2 separate regions of the Mus musculus genome follow, and region 1 is linked to region 2. The links are chromatin contacts, called in public promoter capture Hi-C maps. All regions are on one chromosome and are shown on one strand. Each heading gives the region's core, a stretch centred on a gene start, on an enhancer-like site or on the middle of the called end of the contact. The rest is flanking DNA. Distances are from core to core; before and after follow the strand shown. Region 1 holds the start of Gale (galactose-4-epimerase, UDP). Region 2 has its middle 29 kb from the start of Srsf10.

What was found. Promoter capture Hi-C pulls out the DNA fragments that hold promoters and counts their contacts.
Region 1: a promoter capture Hi-C map of embryonic stem cells shows a contact between it and region 2, with 2.8 times the contacts expected there. The contact joins the promoter of Gale here to the enhancer-like site in region 2. A contact is called at or near these places in 2 of 39 promoter capture datasets (the C10 cell line and embryonic stem cells), 1 of 484 Hi-C or Micro-C datasets (transition II germ cells), 3 of 115 datasets of contacts at active chromatin or transcription factors (embryonic stem cells, large pre-B cells and pancreatic cancer cells) and 3 of 9 other capture datasets (adipose tissue, liver and pancreatic islet).

The regions. Positions count from the first base shown.
Region 1 is chr4:135,961,947-135,968,062 of GRCm38.p6, reverse strand. It overlaps Gale (galactose-4-epimerase, UDP), which reads right to left and starts at 4,338. Exons shown (of 11, transcript NM_001356493.1): 1 at 4,275-4,338; 2 at 2,607-2,729; 3 at 2,382-2,497; 4 at 1,947-2,060; 5 at 1,517-1,693; 6 at 1,137-1,250; 7 at 985-1,051; 8 at 807-892; 9 at 634-711; 10 at 360-474; 11 at 1-262. The coding sequence starts at 2,724. The coding sequence ends at 204. It overlaps Hmgcl (3-hydroxy-3-methylglutaryl-Coenzyme A lyase), which reads right to left. Exons shown (of 9, transcript NM_008254.3): 9 at 5,395-5,954. The coding sequence ends at 5,853.
Region 2 is chr4:135,824,044-135,830,218 of GRCm38.p6, reverse strand. No RefSeq gene overlaps it. Among named protein-coding and RNA genes, the nearest start is that of Srsf10, 29 kb to the left of the region's middle. Within about 2 kb of position 1,493, at least 143 of the 459 cell types and tissues checked have an H3K27ac peak or open chromatin away from gene starts, as enhancers often do. A contact at or near this core is called in adipose tissue, embryonic stem cells and pancreatic cancer cells, where this site is marked.

The sequences.
Region 1 (6,116 bases), core at 3,089-5,588, 130 kb before region 2:
CATGAGCTGCTGAACTCGGGGGGGAGACAGGCTGGAAAGACCTGGACTTCTTTCTGGTCAGTGGAACCAGAGGTCTCCTGCCTGGAGGGCTGAGCAGACAGCTGGCATTTGAGGTAGGGTGGCCCCAGAGTGTGAGGGTACAGGGTCCTGTGGAGACTGGAAAGCAGGCAGCTGCTCTTTTCTGGTCCATGGTAACGAGGTCCTCAGGCCTGCGCCCCAAAGCCCGAAGGGTTCTGCTTCTGCCAGCGCCACAGATCTTCACCTGAGCAGACATGGATGGTCAGGACTTGCCTGAGGACGGCCCGAGCAGTTGCCCTTATAGCCGGTTCCGCCCTCTCCTGGGTTCCACAGACACTCACACATCCTGTCCAGCCCCAGGGCTGCTGTCCAGCCCAGCTCCTCATGGGCCAGGCTGGGGTTGGCATAACAGGCCGCCACATCACCTTCCCGCCGTGCCACCACCTTGTACGGGATCTGCAAAGGGGATAGTACACATACTTGGTTGACCAGGCCCCGGGCCTCAGGAACCACAACCAAGAGCTCTGTCATAGGCACCTAGCACTGAGGTTCAAGGTAGCGGCTGGAAGAGACGGCTGGACTGGAGAGCCCACTGTGTTTGTGGGTGGGGCCTACCTTCTTCCCTGAGGCTTTCTCCATGGCTTGGACCATCTGCAGGACAGAGTAGCCTGTGCCCGTGCCCAGGTTGTAGGTCTGCCCAAGAGAATGGAGTCTATCATTCACCCTGTGTGCCACCTTCACCCTGGATTCCAACCGTTTCCTCCCCGGCTCTTCTCTTGGCTCCCTACCCGGCAACCACATTGCTCCTTCAGCTTCTTCAAGGCTGCTATATGGCCCTTCGCCAGGTCCACCACGTGAATGTAATCCCTCACACCTGTGGGGGAATTGCTTCCATCGGAAGTTTGCCCCCCCCCCGCCCCCAACCCCTGTCCCCATCTCCCTCCTTGCCCTGACTCCTAGGCTCACCTGTCCCGTCCTCTGTAGCATAGTCATCACCAAAGACATTCAGGGCCTCTCGTCGCCCGATTGCCACCTACAGCAGAGGTCAGGTCAACTTCAAGGGCGCTGGCACCAGTGGTAATCTGTGTCCCGCTCCCCCAGAACTGCCCCCCCCTTACCTGGGAGACGTAGGGCATGAGGTTGTTGGGAATACCCTGAGGATCTTCACCGATGCGCCCAGAGGCGTGGGCGCCTATGGGATTGAAGTACCGAAGCAGCACGGCGTTCCAGGCCTGCGTGGTAAAGGTCAGACGGTGGGGCTGGGCCACTCGGAGGGAGTCCCAACTCATCCACAGCCATCTACCTCCCCATGTCTATTCTGTGGTCTCTACCAAGGAGCAACAGAGGGCACCTGCATACCAGCTGCCAAGACCTTGGGCAGAGAACACTGCCGCTTCTCGCTTCTCAGCCTCTGCCTCCTTGTGCTGAGAGTGCCCGGGGTGATCCTGGGCTCAAGGGGGCCAGGGAATGGAGCAAAGGTGGGGTGAGCGGTCCTCACCGTGTCTGCCCGGCACAGGTCCCGGATCATCTCCTCGATGAAGAACTTGGACTTGCCGTAGGGGTTGGTACAGCCCCCCGTGGGGTGGGCCTCATCCAGAGGCAGGTACTGGGGGTTCCCGTACACGGTGGCTGAGCTGCTGAACACCAGGTTCTTCACTCCGTGGGCCCTCATGATCTGGCCGTGGAGGGGAGGGTCAGTGGCCTGTGCCTCACGGGTAAGTCCCACTTGTTACCCCACCCTAGGAGGGTGGGGCTGAGGCGACGGGCATCAGTTACAGAGAGAGAAACAGGCTGGGGGGGTAAAGAAAGGCAGGTGTCCGAGATGGTACGGCTTGGGTCCTCTCTGACTCTCCCACGCAGGCCCTTACTGTGGCCAGCATGCCAGCCAGCCTGGGGCCCAGCTGGCGTCTGTGTCCCCGTCCTCTTACCTCTAGAAGCTGGATGGTCCCTGTTAAGTTAACTCTATAGTAGTCCAGAGGCTTCTGCACTGACTCGCCCACAGCCTTGAGGCCAGCAAAGTGGATGACGGCCTTAAAGCTGTGCTGCAGGGGGAAAGCCAGGGTCAGAGGATGCTGTGCCTGCATCCTTGGCGATGCTCCTCCTACCTGCCACGCTGGCCCCAAACTCACAAAGACTCCCAAGTGCTTGGTTTAAAGGCATGCTCTAAATGCCCCAGCTAGCACCTAGCTTCTTTTTTAAAAATGTACTTATTATTATATGTAAGTACACTGTAGCTGTCTTCAGATGCACCAGAAGAGGGCATTGTGAGCCACCATGTGGTGGCTGAGATTTGAACTCAGGACCTTCAGAAGAGCAGTCAGTGCTCTTACCCGCTGAGCCATCTCTCCAGCCCCAGTACATACCTTCTTAAAGAGGTGCTGTAGGGCTGCCTGGTCCAAGATGTCCATCTCCTCAAACTCCACAGAGCGGCCTGTCAACTCCTGGACCCGGCGCAGGCTCTCAGGCATGGAGTCTTCTCCTGGTGGTGGTGGTGGTGGTGGGGCACACGGTGTTCAATATTAGAGAATGGGGTCCTGTACCCAACCCCTCTAGAAACTGTTCACTGATTCGTACCCAGCTTCACTCACCACGAATGGCGTTATGGAAGTTGTCAATGACCACAGGTGAGTAGCCTGCCTCCAGCAGCTCCAATACCGTGTGGCTGCCGATGTAGCCAGCCCCACCTGTGACCAGCACCTTTTCCATGGCGCCTGCTTAGAAGACAGAGTTTCAGAGGTGGCCGAGGCTTCCTGCTCAGGGCCTCACTCCAACTGGATGCTCGACCCCTACCTTCATCTTGGAGGATGTAGGGGTGAGCCCTAGTTTAAGGAGAGGTTCCAGAATCAGCCCTGGGTCTAACTAGCTAACTACCAGTTTCTGGCTGTAGGGGCTGACGTTTTGAACTCTCTCTAGGGCACAGTTTTCACCTCTAGAACTAATTATTGTACACACCCCATGTATTAGGAGGGCCCAATGAAGCAGTTTAAAGGTCTGCCACCTGCATATGTAGGACATCAGACACACCATGCTGTCTAGTTCCTGTTGACAGAGGGTGGGAAGATGGGCCTTTTGAAGACCCACCCTTCCTGCCTCCATGTCTGGAGTATGGACAGTCTCGGGCAGAAGAACATCGCTTAAGAATGGGAGGCTAGGATACAGAAAAAGGGACCTGTCCCTGTAAACTGACACCTTTTCCCCGGAGCAAAAGGTTCCTGGGTTTGATGACTAACATCTAGTGCTCCAACAACCCTTCCCCTGGAAGGTCAGTTGGGAGGAAGCAGTAAGAACGCCAAATGGCCTCAAGGGTGGGGTCCTTAGCCAGGAAGGCTGTGCCCAGCTCAGAGGCTGCAGTGCCAACAGCCCTGGAGTGGGTAGGGCTTCACCCCACCCTGGGGCAGCCAATAGCTCAGCTTTGGCCCAGCTGACTTGGAGCCACAGATCCCGCCCAAGGAGGGCAGCACCAAGTGAGCCGGTGTCGACGTGGATTTGGCTCGCTCTCCGCTGCCAGGTGTGCATCCCCACCCTGAGCAAACTGCTGGGCGGACAGAGAGGCAGTCCACACAGTGAGGCCTTTCATTTTCACGACCTGGCTCGCTGCCGTCTTTCTCCGAGCTGCCTCAAGTTTCTGCTGGGGTTATTCTGCTGCAGCCCACTGGACGGGGCGTCCAGTGCGACCCAGAATCACTACCCCGCACTTGTGCGTTATTTTCCCAACATCTGGATGTGGCAGGTGTTTCTACCAGCCCTGGGTACTAGGGTCTGAGCCCAGAGGCAGTCGGCCTGGGGTCACACAGCAATAAGAACTGACTAAGGGGGATCCCCGAGACTATGCCCCGCGACTCCCTGCAGCTCCCGCATTGCGCGAAGACGCGGGGAGGCGGTCGCTGAGGGGACTCTGGTGGCAGAAAGGCTGCTCTGAGGTCGCTCCGCTCCGGACTAGGGGATGACCTTGGTCAGCGGTCCCCTCCTCAGTTTTCCCTGTCTGTACAAGGCAGGAGAGCGGATGCTGGGTCTCAGCAGCCTGGGCGAGGCGGAGCTTAGCTCTGGACTTCGGGTCTGGGCTGGGAGCAGGAGCGGGGAGCCGAGCCCCGAATGAATGGGCTCGGGTGGCCCCCGCTACGGTTGCGGAAAACGCGAGCAGAAGGGGTGAGCCTGGCCCTGTTCCGAACACGAACCGACCCTCTTGGAACCTCCTCGCTCCCCACCAAGCATTGGCCCTTCCGAGCTCACTAAGCCCTTCATTCTACCGGCCGAACCTGCGGAAGCTCCAGCGCTGACTCCAGGCACCGCCTCCCGCGACCAGCGCCGCGGCCCCTTTAAGACCTGACAGCCCAGCCCGACCCCGCCCCTCCACGCCCTCCAGGAAACGTGTGTACTGGGTTACTGCCTGGACGGCAACCCTGGAGGGACAAATGGTCTGCACAGGCTTTAAACGCCTGCGCAGTGCGCTTCCATCGAGGGCGGAAATGAGGGGTGCGGACGCCATCCGGTTACCGGCGGGCTGTTGAGGAGAAACAAGGTCGGGACTGGGCCCTTTCTAGTCCCTCCACTCAGAGCCACTGTTTGTGTCAAACCCTTGGTCGGGCAGCTCCAGTTGGAGGACATGGCTGGCCCGGGCTGCGTCCAAGTTCACGTGGGAAGAAACCCGCGATGGCGAAGGAACCTTGACATTCACAGTAGCAATTGCTGTGCCCATCGCTGAGCCGCTGCCTCCCTCCCCCAAAGCTGTGTTTGCGCACCTGCCCCCGTATAGGGACTCAAGACACTTTTGTCTCGGTTTAAGATACAAAGCGGGACCGGGCGGTGGTGGCACACGCCTTTAATCCCAGCATTCGGGAGGCTGCTCCTGCAGAGGCCCCGAGTCCTGTTTCTGGCACCCACATACCTACCGCCTCTCATTACATAGGATGCCATGCCCGCTTCTGACCTCCGTTGCACATACCATACATAGCTGGCATTCTCTCACAAATACATAAATGAAGCTAAATCTTTCCTGGTAGTACAGGTCTTCAGGCCCAGCAGAATTTCAGTGAGTTTATGAAAAGGGAAGCTGAAGATAGCTAGCGCGTGAATAAATAATAATAATAATAATAATAATAATACTGTCAAGTTGACCATTGTGGAAGTTTGTTATCTCACTGGAAGCAGATACAGATGGATCCCTGGGGTTCACTGGCCAGCCAGCCTAGTCTCCTTAGCTAGTTCCAGACCAGTAAGAGATCTATCTTCCTGATCTATCTTCCTGCTCTGGAAACAGGCACGTTCTCAGAAGCGAGTCCTAGGGTGTTCCCCACAGCAATGATTTCCAGTCAGTGGTCTGGGGGCTTGGGTGTGGCGATGGAAGAGATCCAAAGATGAACCAGCCACAAAACCTTCCCTCTTCCCTCAGAGCAATTTTACTCCTCCACCCATAAACACACGTTTGAATGTTATATTAGAAAATTAAACCTTTAATTACATAAGCTGTTTTCAAAAAAATCACACACAGAGTGGAGATTTCGTTGGCAGATGACCACAGATGCAGATCAACCCCCACCATTCCAGCAAATGCTCTGCTGGCATAAGGGGAAACTGCTCTCTGTCCTCAGAGGTAGAACAAAGGCCCTGCGGCGGTGGACATCAGCTCTGTTGGCAGGCAGACTCACCCAGGGCCATCCCAAGCAAGTGCTTAGGCACAGCTCTGGGGAGCTGGCCCAGGCCAGGCAGCTCTAGCCCTTATCATCAGGGACAGGGACCTCTGTGATGCCGGCTCATTTGCTCTCATTCCATCTCTTCATCCAGGAATCATTGTATACACCCAATTCCCTCCGTTCTGGTTCAGGCGAACGAGGGTCTCAGAGCTTGCAGGTGGCCTGTGCCACTTTGGAACTAGTTTTTCTGTTAAGGGCTTGACAGATGAAGTCCCCAGCTTCTAGAAGTTTCTGGAGGTTCACACCCTTGAAGAAGTAAGGAATAAAGTAAGGCAAACAGACCATAGACAGCTGTTGACATGGGAAGGGGAAGATGACAGCAAACAGGCCCCTCCTGCAACAGTTGTGACCACTGTCTGGGGCTGTCTCCAGCAGGCGGTTTGTGGAAGGGACCTTATTAGTGGTGTC
Region 2 (6,175 bases), core at 244-2,743:
CCACCTCACTCCCAAACTCAGGTCTTCATGCTTCTGCAGTGAGCACTTTACCGTCTGAGCAATCCCCTTACCTTTGGCTCCACTGTGTTTTGAGAGGTCTCACTATGTCAGGCAGGCTGCCCTCCAGCATGTGGAAGATGACTGTCTGCATCACCTCCCTGTGCTGGGATTGTAGCTGTATGCCACGAAAACTTGTTTTTCCTTTGTTCTTTGGAAGACCTTGTATCTATCAATGGGAAAACAAAACAAAACAAAAAACCCCTCAGCGTCTTAACAAATATGGAGAGACAGGAAATCTCTCTGTGTAGGGAATCTCTGATTTATGTCCCTGTCATTCAACACCCAGGTACCAGGCAGAATGTCATAAAAGTCATTTGGGAGGATGGAGCCCAGGCCTTGTATATAGTAGGCAAGTGCTCTCAGTCTGCATCGTCAGTCCCCTGAGAGTTACTCTTGAATGTGAGCAGAGTGCTAAGGAATGACGACAACTAGGGTCTGCCCATGATCAGTCAATCCCATAGGCTGGCTCTATTGGGGAACAGCACTAGGGCAGAAACCAAGCAGGGTCCTTACTTAACTCACAACCCCTCTTTCGGTGTTCATGTTAACCTGTAGATAGAATTATTTTCATCAGAGAAACCCAAGGTATTCACTCAGTGATGCTCCCTGTGGACCTACTATGTGTCGGGGGCTGTTCTAGGTGGCAGAGATGGAGCATGGAAGAAATGGACAAAGACCCCAGCCTGGAGCTGAGGGCAGCCAGGTAGCACACAAGAAGAAGCAAATACAGAGGCTGTCAGGGGCTTTTGAGTGTAGGGAGAACAACCGGGCAGAGATGATGTGTCCTGGTGGTGTGCTTTCTCTTGCTACGATAAACACCGAGACCAAAAGCAACATGGGAAGTAAAGGGTCTGTTTGGTCTATTGAGCAAGGTCACTGTTCCTCACTGAGGAAAGTCTGGGCAGGGACCAGGAGACAGGAACTGAAGCAGAGGCCGTGAAGGAATATTGCTGACTGGCGTTCTCAGCTGCCTTTCTTATACAAGCCAGACCACCTGCCCATCGATGGCACTGCCCACAGTGCTGGGTCCTCCCATGTCAATCACCAATCAAGAAAATGTTTCACAGGCTTGCCCACAGGCCAGCCCAATGAAGGCACTTTTCTCAATTGAGGTCCCCTCTACCCAGATGTTAGCTTGTATCAAAGTAACAAAACGCTAAGCAGCATACTTGAGGCAAAGCGGAAGCTGCAATTTTGCTTAAGTTGATGGGGCAAAGACTTGGAGGTGGGGAACTGGTCTTGTGGAAGTTTCCTAAGGGCACTGCCGAATAAAAATGGAGCCCGTTCATTTCAGGCAGCCCTGCCCCAAAGGCAAGATCGGTGAAGAGTGTTTCTGCGCATGCTTGAGTCCGGCTGCCTGTCCCTTGATCCTCAGAGAGAACCCAGGCCTCTCTTCTCTACTGACACCTTCCTGAGTCTGAGGCTTCTCCCCGGTGGTTTTCATGGAAAATTGGCGGCTTTTCTAGTCACCTCAGCCCGGCACCACATTCCAGTGGCGTTATTTGTGGGCCTTGGAGCCCAGCCAGGCAGGGCCCGGGACAGGTTGCCATGGTGATCTCTGCACATTTTCCAGAGAAGTTTTCAAGGATGTTGTCTTCAGGCCTGAAATAGTTTTCACTAGCAGGGCGACTGCGGGATGAATTCTGGGGTGGTGAGCAGGGCTCAGAAATCTGCCCATTTTCTCAGTCTTTGAATTTGCACTCTCTAATGTGGGTTTGGGAAGAGACATCACGGCCCCCTATGTTAAGACCGGTGGTGGCTTCACTTTGACACAAGAAGCACTTTTTAGTGGTAACTTTCAGAGTTTGCTTTAAAGAGCTCGCTAAAACAGATTTTAAAAATTTTTTTTAATTATTTATTTTATGTATATGAGTACACTGTAGCTGTCTTCAGACACACCAGAAGAGGGCATCGACTTCTATTACAGATGGCTGTGAACCATCATGTGGTTGCTGGGACTTGAACTCAGGACTTCTGGAAGAGCAGTCAGTGCTCTTAACCACTGAGCCATCTCTCCAGCCCTTAAATTTATTATTTATTTATTTTTTTATGTTTTTGGTTAGTCAAGACAGGGTTTCTCTGTGTAGCCCTGGAACTTGCTGTGTAGACTAGGCTGGCCTTGAACTCAGATATCTGCCTGCCTCTGCCTTCTGAGTGTTGGGATTAAAAGTGGGGGCCACCACACCCAGTCAGATTTCTCTTTCTTTCTCTCTCTCTCTCTCCTTCCTTCCTTCCTTCCTTCCTTCCTTTCTTTCTTTCTTTCTTTCTTTCTTTCTTTCTTTCTTTCTTTCTTTCTCTCTTTCTTCCTTTTTTTAAATGGCTTGTATGTGTGTTGCTGAGGATAGCTAACACTAATGTGCTAGGCAAACATTTCAGTCCAGCCTGCTATGTGATTGTGTGTGTGTGTGCATGACTCTGTGTACACACACACACACACACACACACACACACACAGAGAGAGGCCAGGGAAGTGTTTGCTCTGTCGTTTCTCTTCCTTTCTTCCTTGAGATAGCATCTCTCCCTGAAGTTCCAGCTAGCCTGGCATCCAGGAAGCCTCAGGAATCTCTCGTGGGTGCTGGAGATCTGAGTGCTTTTCCTCACTGACCATTTACTTATTTAATTTTGAGACAAAGTCTCACGTAACTCAGGTTGGCCTTGAAGTCGTGATGCAGCAGAAGATGACCTTAAACTTCTGATTCTCCTGTTTCAACCTCCTGAGTGCTGGGGTTATGGATATATACTATTCATATATATATATATATATATATGTATATATATATATATATATACACACACTAATGGCCGTCACTGACGGCCATTGTAAAAGTCAAGCGCTCTAGGCCGGGTGTGGTGGCGCACGCCTTTGATCCCAGCACTTGGGAGGCAGAGGCAGGCAGATTTCTGAGTTCAAGGCCAGCCTGGTCTACAGAGTGAGTTTCAGGATAGCCAGGGCTACACAGAGAAACCCCATCTCAAAAAAAAATAAAAACAAACAAACAAACAACAACAACAAAATCAAGCATTCTTGAACAATTTTATCCAAAGATGTCAGAAGTGGAGGAAGCCCTGAATGGGTGAAGTCCAGAGCGAACTTAAATGCGTGTCCACTGATGACCCCAGTGTCTCAGTGCCTTCCCCCGGTGAGGCTCAGCAGGGACAGCAGAGCTGTCTTTGGGATTCTGAGTATAAAGGCCGTTGGTCAGTGTGTGCAAAGGCTAGCCTGACTACAGCTTCCTTTTCTTGGCATTAGCCTGAGACTTGGCTTCCCTGAAGACACCAGCTATGAGACTAGCCCAAGCCCTCCCTCTGTGCTGTATTTAAGCATTTAAGCACAGCGAGGTTCTGGGTTGAGGAGGTAGCCATTCCTATCTGACCCTAGCTATAGCACACATATATCTGATATTTCCTCATTCCCTCGATTCTCCGCCAAGGTTCCAGGACCCAAGCCATGAGGGCTGAGACACAAAGATCTACTAAATTGATAACACGCTGAGGGGATAGGGGCAGGGAACTATGAAAAGTCTCTCTCTCTCTTTTTTTTTTTTTTTCCTGTCTTTAAGCCAGTAAGTTTCTCAAAAAGCAGAAAACTTAGAATGTATCCTGCAGGTCATTACACACAACAGTCTCGAGCCTCAGGGGCCATGTCTCAGGCGGCATTCATGGGTGTTGTGTGGTTCGTGGGCAAGTGCAGATCGGAAGTGCCTGTATTGTATGTTTGCGACCCAGGCTGCAGTGAAGTCTCATGGTTCAACATGAGGGTGTGAAGGCTGCCAGAAACACCTTGGGATCATTATGTTTGATTCCGAAGTCTTCGTTTATTTGTGGTTGAGGGGTCAGAAAACTTCTCTGGTTGCTATATTTTCCAAGGCCCCCACATTCAGTCACGGAGGCCCCTGTGGGATCATGACCCACAATTTAAGAAGCTCTGTGTTTAATGGAGCATGGTAGGACATGTCTTTAATTCCAGTACTCAGGAGGCAGAGGCAGATAGATCTCTGTGAGTTCAAATCCAGCATGCTCTACATGGTGAGTTCCAGGACAGCCAAGGCAATGTTGAAGAGGAGGAGGAGGAGGAGGAAGAGGAGGAAGAAGAGGAGGAAGAGGAGGAATAAAGGGAAAAAGGAGGAGGAGATGTTTAAGGAAACCATGGTGAGCATATATATGGGTTGGAATGTGCATGTGTGGGTGCAGTTTCCTGCAGAGAGGGGAAGAGGGCACCAGATCTCCCGGAGCTGGAGTTAAAGGCACTTGTGACCCACAAGATGTGGCTGCTGGGGACTAAACTCAGGTCCTCTGTAAGGGCGGTATGTATTCAACTTCAGAGTCACCTCTCCAGCTCCCTCTTTAAAAAAAATTTTCTGTGTGCTGTGAGCATCCGTGGATGCCAGGAGTGGACATCAGAGCCTATGAAGCTGGAGTTAAAGCCGTTTTGTGAGTCTCCTAAGGCAGATGCTGGGATTCCAACTCCCACCCTCCTGACAGAGGACCAAGTGCTCTTAAGTGCTAAGCCATCTCTGGCCATCAGTAGCTTCTTAACTGTCTCCGAGCCTCTCTGAGTACATGGCCTCTCTGCAGTCCCTAGGGCTTCATGATTTGGAACTTTCCAGGGGTTGGCCATCCAGTATGACCTCTGGAGCTCAGAGTCTCTGGCTGGCTGGTGCCCTGGGCAGCCTTTCTGTGGCTTCTGGCCTTGGGACATTCTCACCATGGCTGACCCTCTCTTGGCATTTCAAATCTCAGGCCAGAGCACAGCCTCCCCCAAGCCCAGTATAGACAACATGGCCTGAGGCCTCCTGCCTCACTCCCTCACCCCTTCACAGGGTGTCACAGACCTCAGAGTCACCAGGGATCAACCTGATGGTTTCCATTGATTTTTTTTAAAAATATTGGTAAAGTACACACAACATAAAGTTTACCTGACTTAGTTGTTTTTAAGGTGCTTTGCGGTCACGCCACTGTCTACTCATGACAAATGTTCAGCATCCCAAGCAGAAACTTTAGACCCACACAACAACTTCCCAGACTTCTCAGAGGCTCCAGTAAACTTAGTCCTATTTTCCCCTTGAATTTGCCTCTTCTGGGTCCCTGCTTTAAGGAGAATCATACTGTATGGTCCTTTTATGTCTCCTGCCTTTTAAGGTTTATTCCTGTTCTATAATGTGTTAGAATTTCATCCTTTTTAAAGGCCCATTAATATTCAATTGTATGTATGTATGCATGCATGTATGTATGCATGTATATACATATGTATGTATTTTACATGAGTTATCCATTCATCTGTTGACAGACAAGACACCAGAATTACTTCCTCTTTCTGGCTGTTGTGAATAACACAGCTCCGTATGTTGGTATGTGACTGTGTGTCTGGTTTCCTGTTCACCATTCTGAGTGTAATGACTAGGTGTGATGGTTAATCTTGATGGTCAACTGAATGACTGGCTTGAGAATCAGTGTGTGCCTGTGAGGGAGTTTCTACACTGGCTTATTGGGAAGGCCCATCCTGAATGTGGATGGTACCATCCCGTGGTCTGGGGTCTCACTCTGAAAAGAAAGGAGACAGCTTAGCATCAGTGTCCCAGACACTCCGCTTCTTGACTGTGCCTGTCTCATGGTCCTGCCCCCTCCATCTCTGCCAGGATGGATTGTGTCCTGGAACAGGGAGCAGAAAGAAAACGTTTCTTCCTTAAGTGGCTACTTAAAGGTCTTTGTTCACAGCAGGGAGACAAATAACCCTTGGAGTGGAGTTGGCCTTGCTGTGCTCAGCCTGTCTGTTGGTTGTCTCTTTCCCACAAGCAAACAGCAGTCAGCAGCAGGCCCTCAGGGCCCATTCTTGGTACGGACTGAGCATGCACGACAACAGTAGCCTTCCACACGGAGGCCCAGCGTGAAGCTCCGAGGACAACATTGTCATACCTTTGTGAACCTTCTGCCAAATCCCTGCAGCTGGTAACTGCTTTTGAGCCTCTGCCCTCTGTCAACAAAGATTTTTTTCTTTCTTCTTTCTTTCCTTTTTTTAAACAATTTTTTTATTTAAGTTTTTTTACATTTTGCAATTTTCCCAGAGTGGGAAGGACACCAGTGTTAGGGTGATAAGGACTGTGGAGTGGTAGGGACA